2 separate regions of the Mus musculus genome follow, and region 1 is linked to region 2. Evidence: chromatin contacts called from public promoter capture Hi-C data. All regions are on one chromosome and are shown on one strand. The core of a region is the stretch at or near the end of the contact, and the rest is flanking DNA. Distances in the headings are between cores, read along the strand shown. Region 1 holds the start of Soat2 (sterol O-acyltransferase 2). Region 2 holds the start of Bin2 (bridging integrator 2).

The links. Capture Hi-C pulls out chosen DNA fragments and counts their contacts.
Region 1: a promoter capture Hi-C map of liver shows a contact between it and region 2. The contact joins the promoter of Soat2 here to the promoter of Bin2 in region 2. A contact is called at or near these places in 3 of 39 promoter capture datasets (hippocampal neurons, liver and pre-B cells) and 2 of 9 other capture datasets (liver and macrophages).

The regions. Positions count from the first base shown.
Region 1 is chr15:102,148,428-102,151,840 of GRCm38.p6, forward strand. It overlaps Soat2 (sterol O-acyltransferase 2), which reads left to right and starts at 2,148. Exons shown (of 15, transcript NM_146064.1): 1 at 2,148-2,285; 2 at 2,679-2,734. The coding sequence starts at 2,207. Igfbp6 (insulin-like growth factor binding protein 6) reads left to right here. Exons shown (of 4, transcript NM_008344.3): 4 at 753-1,085. The coding sequence ends at 875.
Region 2 is chr15:100,667,678-100,670,828 of GRCm38.p6, forward strand. It overlaps Bin2 (bridging integrator 2), which reads right to left and starts at 1,826. Exons shown (of 11, transcript NM_001270537.2): 1 at 1,736-1,826. The coding sequence starts at 1,816.

The sequences.
Region 1 (3,413 bases), core at 898-3,397, 1.5 Mb after region 2:
ACACAGAGAAACCCTGTCTGGAAAAACCAAAACCAGCCAAACAGCAACCAAAAAAAGGATGGATACACACACACACACACACACACACACAAAACTATTTCTTCCAATTTTAAGACCCACATAGATATGAAAAACATCAGGAAGATTGTAACTTCAAGACTTGCCTAGGCTACAAGTGAAGGGCTGGTAGGAAGACAGAGGGCTGGAGATTTCCACAGGAGATCTTTCCATGGACTTGAGGAAGCCTGGACCAGGCAGGCTCCTAGAATTCTGAGTGAGTTCAAGTCCAGCCTGGGAAATTTCACGAGCCTCTGTCTCAAAACAAAATGTAAAATGAAAAGAAGTTTATAGCTCGTTGGCAAAGCTCTGCTTAGCAGTACTGTGGGCTCCATCTCTAGCGTGATCTGAAAGAAAAACAAAGGCCAACAATTGCAATGGGAGACTTAAAGTCTCTTCTAGGATAAGGCCTTGTGGTGGCCTCAAATGGGAGCCCTGGGGAATCACCTGGAGGCGTCTGAGCTGGTGCTGGTGGAGCCCCTTCTGCATTTTGTGACTCAGTAGGTCTGGGCTAGCCTGTGAACACAAGTTTCTAACATAAGTGATGTTGGGCTGTTGACAGAAACTGCATTTTGAAAGCTATTGCTCTGGCCTAGCAGAGTGGGCCCTATTCAGTAGGTAAAGCAACTAAGAGCTCTCAGATGCTTTCCTGCTCAAAGCCTGGACCTCACCCTGACCTGCACCTCTCTCCCCAGTGTCGTTCCTCGCAGGGGAATCGCCGTGGCCCCTGCTGGTGTGTGGATCCGATGGGCCAGCCTTTGCCAGTGTCTCCAGATGGTCAAGGAAGCACTCAGTGCTCTGCCAGGAGCAGTGGGTGAAGCCCCGAGGGAGCCTCCAGGACGCCAGCAGGAACAGGGGGCTGTCATTTGAGCTGTATGTGAAGCAATGAATAACTCTGTGCCCCAAGACCCACCTTCACGCCCCACCCCATTGTCCCTGTCACCCTTGGGCCTTTACACAGCTAGTTAGAAAGATTGCTGTTGGCTTGTGTACTAATAAAACAGTATTGGGGGGGTGTCTCTGGCTTACGTCTCTGCGTCTGTCTCATTCAGATCTGGGGCCTCGTGCTCACTGTCTCCCATTGGTCATAGTGTTTCTACCTTCCCTGCAGAGCACAGCCAGCCTCTTCCATTGCCCTTGGAATACAGTAGACTGCCACTGCCACAGGCAGCAAGCCCTTTCTTTATCCTCACCCGGATACCCACCCGGAGCTCCCTTGTGGGACTGACTGAGATCCTGGCCTCAGTCCGAGATCACAGTGATTACAATCTTGCTTCTATCACTGACCTCTGGACTGATGGAGGAGGAGGATTAATAGTTAATCCCCAGCAGGAATTTGCCAAAGTGGAACTCCCAAGGCACTCACCTGCCCTACTGCCTACCAGAAAGAAACAAATGTGCTCAGGCTCTGTATGGTTTATCCAGACTACCTCCAGACTACCTTATTTGTGCTGGCAATCACCTGATGACGTAGGGACATTTTGTCCCATAATTTTTTTTTTTTTTCAGAAGAAGCTTAAAAAGTTTGGTCCACTTTCCTGAAGTTACATAGGTAGGCAAGGCAACCCCTGGCGCTATTTACTGTTGAATAAGTGTGTGTCTGCCCTTTCTGCTTATGTGGTAACCCAAGGTGTAGGGAAGAGCTGACACTGAGGGGCCTCGACCATCACACATGACACAAATAGAGCTCCTGACAAAAATATTGTTGCACACACATGTCACTACAGGCCTCATCCTGTGCCCTCAGAAAAATGACTACAAGGTACACGAAGATGTTTCTGGTCCCTCCCTGACCTTCAGTCTTGGTAGAGAGAGCCAGGAAGAGCCAAGCTATGTGATAAGCCTCGGGGAAGCAAAGTCCCCCTCACAACCTGATGCACAGACTCACTCCCGAAAGTGAAATAGCAATAGCGTGAAGCTGATCATAGTGGTTGTGGTGAGAGAGCTGTGAAAGCCACAGGCAGGGCCAGAGTATGAGAAACACTGCCTGCAGATAACCTATCTAACCCTCAACGGGGCTCCGGAAAGGACTTTAGTCCCTGGAGTTGTCAGATCTCTGAGTGGGACACAAGCTCTGTAGGTAGATTGAGAAAGAAAGAAAGGAAGAAGACAGACAACAGCTGTGTGCTGTCCGCTCTACACTGGCACCATGCAGCCAAAGGTGCCCCAGCTTCGGAGGAGAGAAGGGCTGGGAGAGGAGCAGGAGAAGGGAGCCCGTGGAGGAGAAGGTGAGCCGCCCTCCCATCCCCCACGCTCCAGACACTCAGGCGGGCCTGAGATGGGTGTGTGTAAGAGCTAGCCGCTAAGGCCACTTCCTTTCCTCTGGCTGTTCTGGGAAGCCAGAGAAGGCAGTTTCTGCCCTTTTCCCCCCAGCACGCGGACTGGCAATGGAGAAATGTTCAGAGCGTGGTTTGGCCTTCATTAGGGGTGAATGGAGTACTTCCTTGTTTTGGGTCCCCTGTTTCCAGCAATTGCATCAGGCTCTTTCTCGCCACTGTGTGTGTCACTTCCCTGGCTAGTGGCTCTACCCACGATTCTAAATATTGACTGGGAACGGAGGCTGTGAGCACACAGAACACCTAACTCCTCCCTAGTGAGTCCCCTTTGGTTCTTCCTCCTAGGGAACGCAAGGACACACGGAACCCCAGACTTGGTGCAATGGACTCGACATATGGAGGTGAGGGATCACGGCAGTCATAAAGGACAGGCTGGGGATGTGGCTAAACTTGTAGAGTGCCAATCTACCTGATGCGCAGCACCACATAAAACTGGTGTGATGGCAACTGGTGTGATGGCAACTGGTGTGATGGCATACAGCTGTAATCCTAGCACTTGGGAAGTAGAGACCAGGTGATCCGTAGTTTGAGGTCACCCTTGGCCACACAATAACATCCAAACCAGATTGGGCTACAGAAAACCCTGTCTAAGAAATAAAAAGTAGCCAAGGCAGTTGTGGTACATGCCTTTAATCCTAGCACTTGGGAGACAGAGGCAGGCCTGGTCTACAGAGTGAGTTCCAGGACAGCCAGGGCGACACAGAGAAACCCTGTCTCAACAAACAAACAAACAAACAAACCCCCCCAATCATTATTTATCTAAGATTTATTTATTTATTTATTTATTTATTTATTTATTTATTTAATGTATATGATACACTGTAGCTGTCTTCAGACACACCAGAAGAGGGCATCAGATTCCATTACAGATGGTTGTGAGCCACTGCTGGGAATTGAACTCAGGACCTCTGGAAGAGCAGTCAGTGCTCTTAACCACTGAGCCATCTCTCTAGCCCTATTATTATTATTATTATTATTAGTAGTAGTAGTAGTAGTAGTACTGTGTCTATGTGTGTCTGT
Region 2 (3,151 bases), core at 576-3,075:
CCCAGGACTGCCTGCGGCTAGGTACCTGCTCCAACACTGAGCCACACCTGCCAGCCCTCAATACACGAAATTTCTGGTTCCTATTTTTTTTGTCTTTTGTCTTGTGTTTCTTTAGCCACAGTGTAGCTTTCTCTAGGTGAGTTCCCTGTCCTGTCCAGTCCCCCTATTTATAGCTAGACCTTCCCATAAGCACTGCCTTCAGATCTATCAGATGTCTTGTTAGACTCCAGAGAGGCAAAGTTCAGGTAGGAAAAGTAACAAAGGCTGCGCACACAACTTTTATTTTCCTCTTGTCTTTCACACGATCTTAAAAGACTGAAGAATACAGAGCCCCTCCCTTCCCCTGTGGTCCTTTACACCAAGGACCTCATACATCTGTACCCCGTCAGTAATGTGAACCCCATGTGGGGGGAGCTGGGTGCCCTTGATCTACTCCAATGGCCTCTGCACCACCTTTACAAGGGAATACAAATCTTTCCATTGCTAAGTGTGCTAGGTACTTTACAGCCTCAAGTTCATGAACCCTCTCCTTTTAGCCCATGTCTCTTCTACTACAGTGTGGGTAGATGGTGGCTAGGCAAAGGAAGACTCTGGACAGGTAACATCACAATGCCTTTTAAGTGTGTAGGGAAGGGGCTGGGACGGAGCTCAGTTGGCAGGGTGCCTGGTTTCCTCAACCAGAAGCTGTAGGTACAACCTTCAGCATCTAAGAGATGTGATGACACATGCTTGCAACCCAGAAGATAGAGAGAGACGGGAGACCAGAAGTTCAAGGTCAAAGTGAGTTTGGGGGTGGGGGTACAAGAAACTGTCTCAAAAACATGTGAAGGGTGGTAAGAATGGGGTTCATACCTATGACCTTAGCTAGAGATCTCACCTTGAATACAAGACCAGCCCAGTCAACACGGTAAGACCCTGTCTCAAAAAAACAAAACAACCAAGCAAATAAAATAAACAGCGTGAAGAGTGTCTCCATAATCCATTTTCCCTTTTTTTTTTTTTTTTTTTTTTTGGAGACAGGGTCTATGTAGTCTAGGCTGTCCTGGAAGTCTCTGTGTAAACCAGGCAGATCTTGAGCTCACAGAGATCCTCCTGCCTCTGCCTCCCGAGGGCTGGGATTAAAGGCGTGTGCCCATCATTTGAATGGACTGGCAAATTATGGGAAGGACACCCAGAGGCTGTGGATCACCATCAAGGCAAAAGAATAGATGTAAGAAACTGGGGCTGGCTACTGGACACACGAGCTCCCCGCTCACCCCGAGGTAAAGAGTAGCTCAGGCTGGTCTTAAACTCAGTAATATAGCCTCGGATGCCTTGCGTTTTCTATCCACCCGCCTCCGTTTACACCAGTTTAAACAACACTCAAGTGTGGAGAACTGTGCAGTGTCCTGGTCCTCAGTGAATCCCCCAAGTCAAATTAAGTGGGGCGACTCACTGCCACCGCAGCCGCTGTCTCTTACTTTGGGGACAAGTATCTTCCAACTCATTCATCACCTGAGAGACGCCAGCCAGCCACCCTTGCCTTTGCGCTAGGACAAAATCTGTGACAAAGTTGACCACCACCATTCGTTCCTTCCTGTCGCCTTTTCTGGGTCAGGCTGAGGGTTGCCGAAGGCTCCTGCGAAACAGCTGTCTCCTCAGCTGCTCCCTTCTCTCCCACGTCGGCCAATGTTCGTGGACACCCATTCCCCGCCCGTTCTGGGGCAGCAGGACCCTTTCTCCTCAGGCTGCCTACCTTCTCCTGGGCCCTGCTGAACTTCTTCTGCATCTGCTTGGCGAAGAGGCCAGCCGCTCCGCCCGCCTTGCCCTCTGCCATCCTGCCGGCTGCGGGGGCGCAGCCTGGACCTGTGGTTTCTAGAGGCCCCTGAGAGGAAGTGCGTCCTCCCAGCATGCCTTGCGTGATGCTCAGAGGGCGGGCCTTCACACCCTTACAGCCTCCTGCTGGGGCGTGGTCGGCCTGGACCACCCAATGCCACCTCTCGAGGACCATTGGAAACCCATCACTACCCAGATTCCCGAGAGGACCACTGCAGCCCACCACTGGCCATCACGGGAGGACCTTGGGACTCCATCACTGCCCAATACTCCAGGTGTACCACTGAAGCCCCATCACTGTCCAACTCCCCAGGTGGACCATTGGGGTCCCATCACTGTCCATGTCCCCAGGAGGACGACTAGGACCCCATCATGGTCCAGATCCCCAGGAGGACCATTGGAACCCCATCATTGTTCAGCTCCCCGAGAGAACTACTGGGGCCCCCTCACTGCCCAGCTCCCTGGAAAGACCACTGGTCACCAGGATGGGGTCCACAGAGGCATCTGGAGCTGGGAGAGCAGCTAAGCTGGTTCTGAGAAGTTGGCAGAGAACGGGTTGTTCAGGGTGGATTTTGGTGCGCACACACTCTTAAAACCAGCTTGGAAATGCTGCCCCTGCAGTAGAGAAAGATTCCCCTCCCCTCCCCCGCCCCCACCCTTGAACGGGCTCTTTGAATGTGGACCGTGACTCATTGGTTCCATACCCGAACAGCATTAGAAAGTGAGGAGACACAAAAGACTGAGTTTGGGCTGGAGAGATGGCTCAGCCGTTAAGAGCACCGGTTGTTCTTCCAGAGGTCCTGAGTTCAATTCCTAGCAACCACATGGTGGCTCATAGACATCTGTAATGGGATCTGATGCCCTCTTCTGGTGTGTCTAAAGACAGCTACAGTGTACTCTATATAAATAAAATAAAATGAAATGAAATGAAAAAAAAAAAAGTAAAAACCAAAAGGCCCAGTTTCATCCAGTGAGGACGTTTAATGGACCAGAGACCACCTACCAGCTGCAGGGTATTGATGCTGAGTGACCATGGCTCAGCCTGGATGGCAGCTTAACCAGTTCTAAGCCTGGGAATTGTGGGGACAGAGTGCAGAAGGTGAGCATAATCCAGATCTGGATTGGAAGGGGAGAAAGACTGGAGAGATGGGGTCCTCAGGAGACAGGGTGCCATTCATAATATGCTAAGGAGGAGAGGAGGGGAGAGGCCTGAACTGGACAGAGGAGAACAAGACTCTCCAGGCAAAGCATGGAGCATTATATGGACACAGTGTGAATTTAGTCACAGATTATACAAACTGGAGTGGGGCTACAGAGATTACAAATCTGGTTTCTC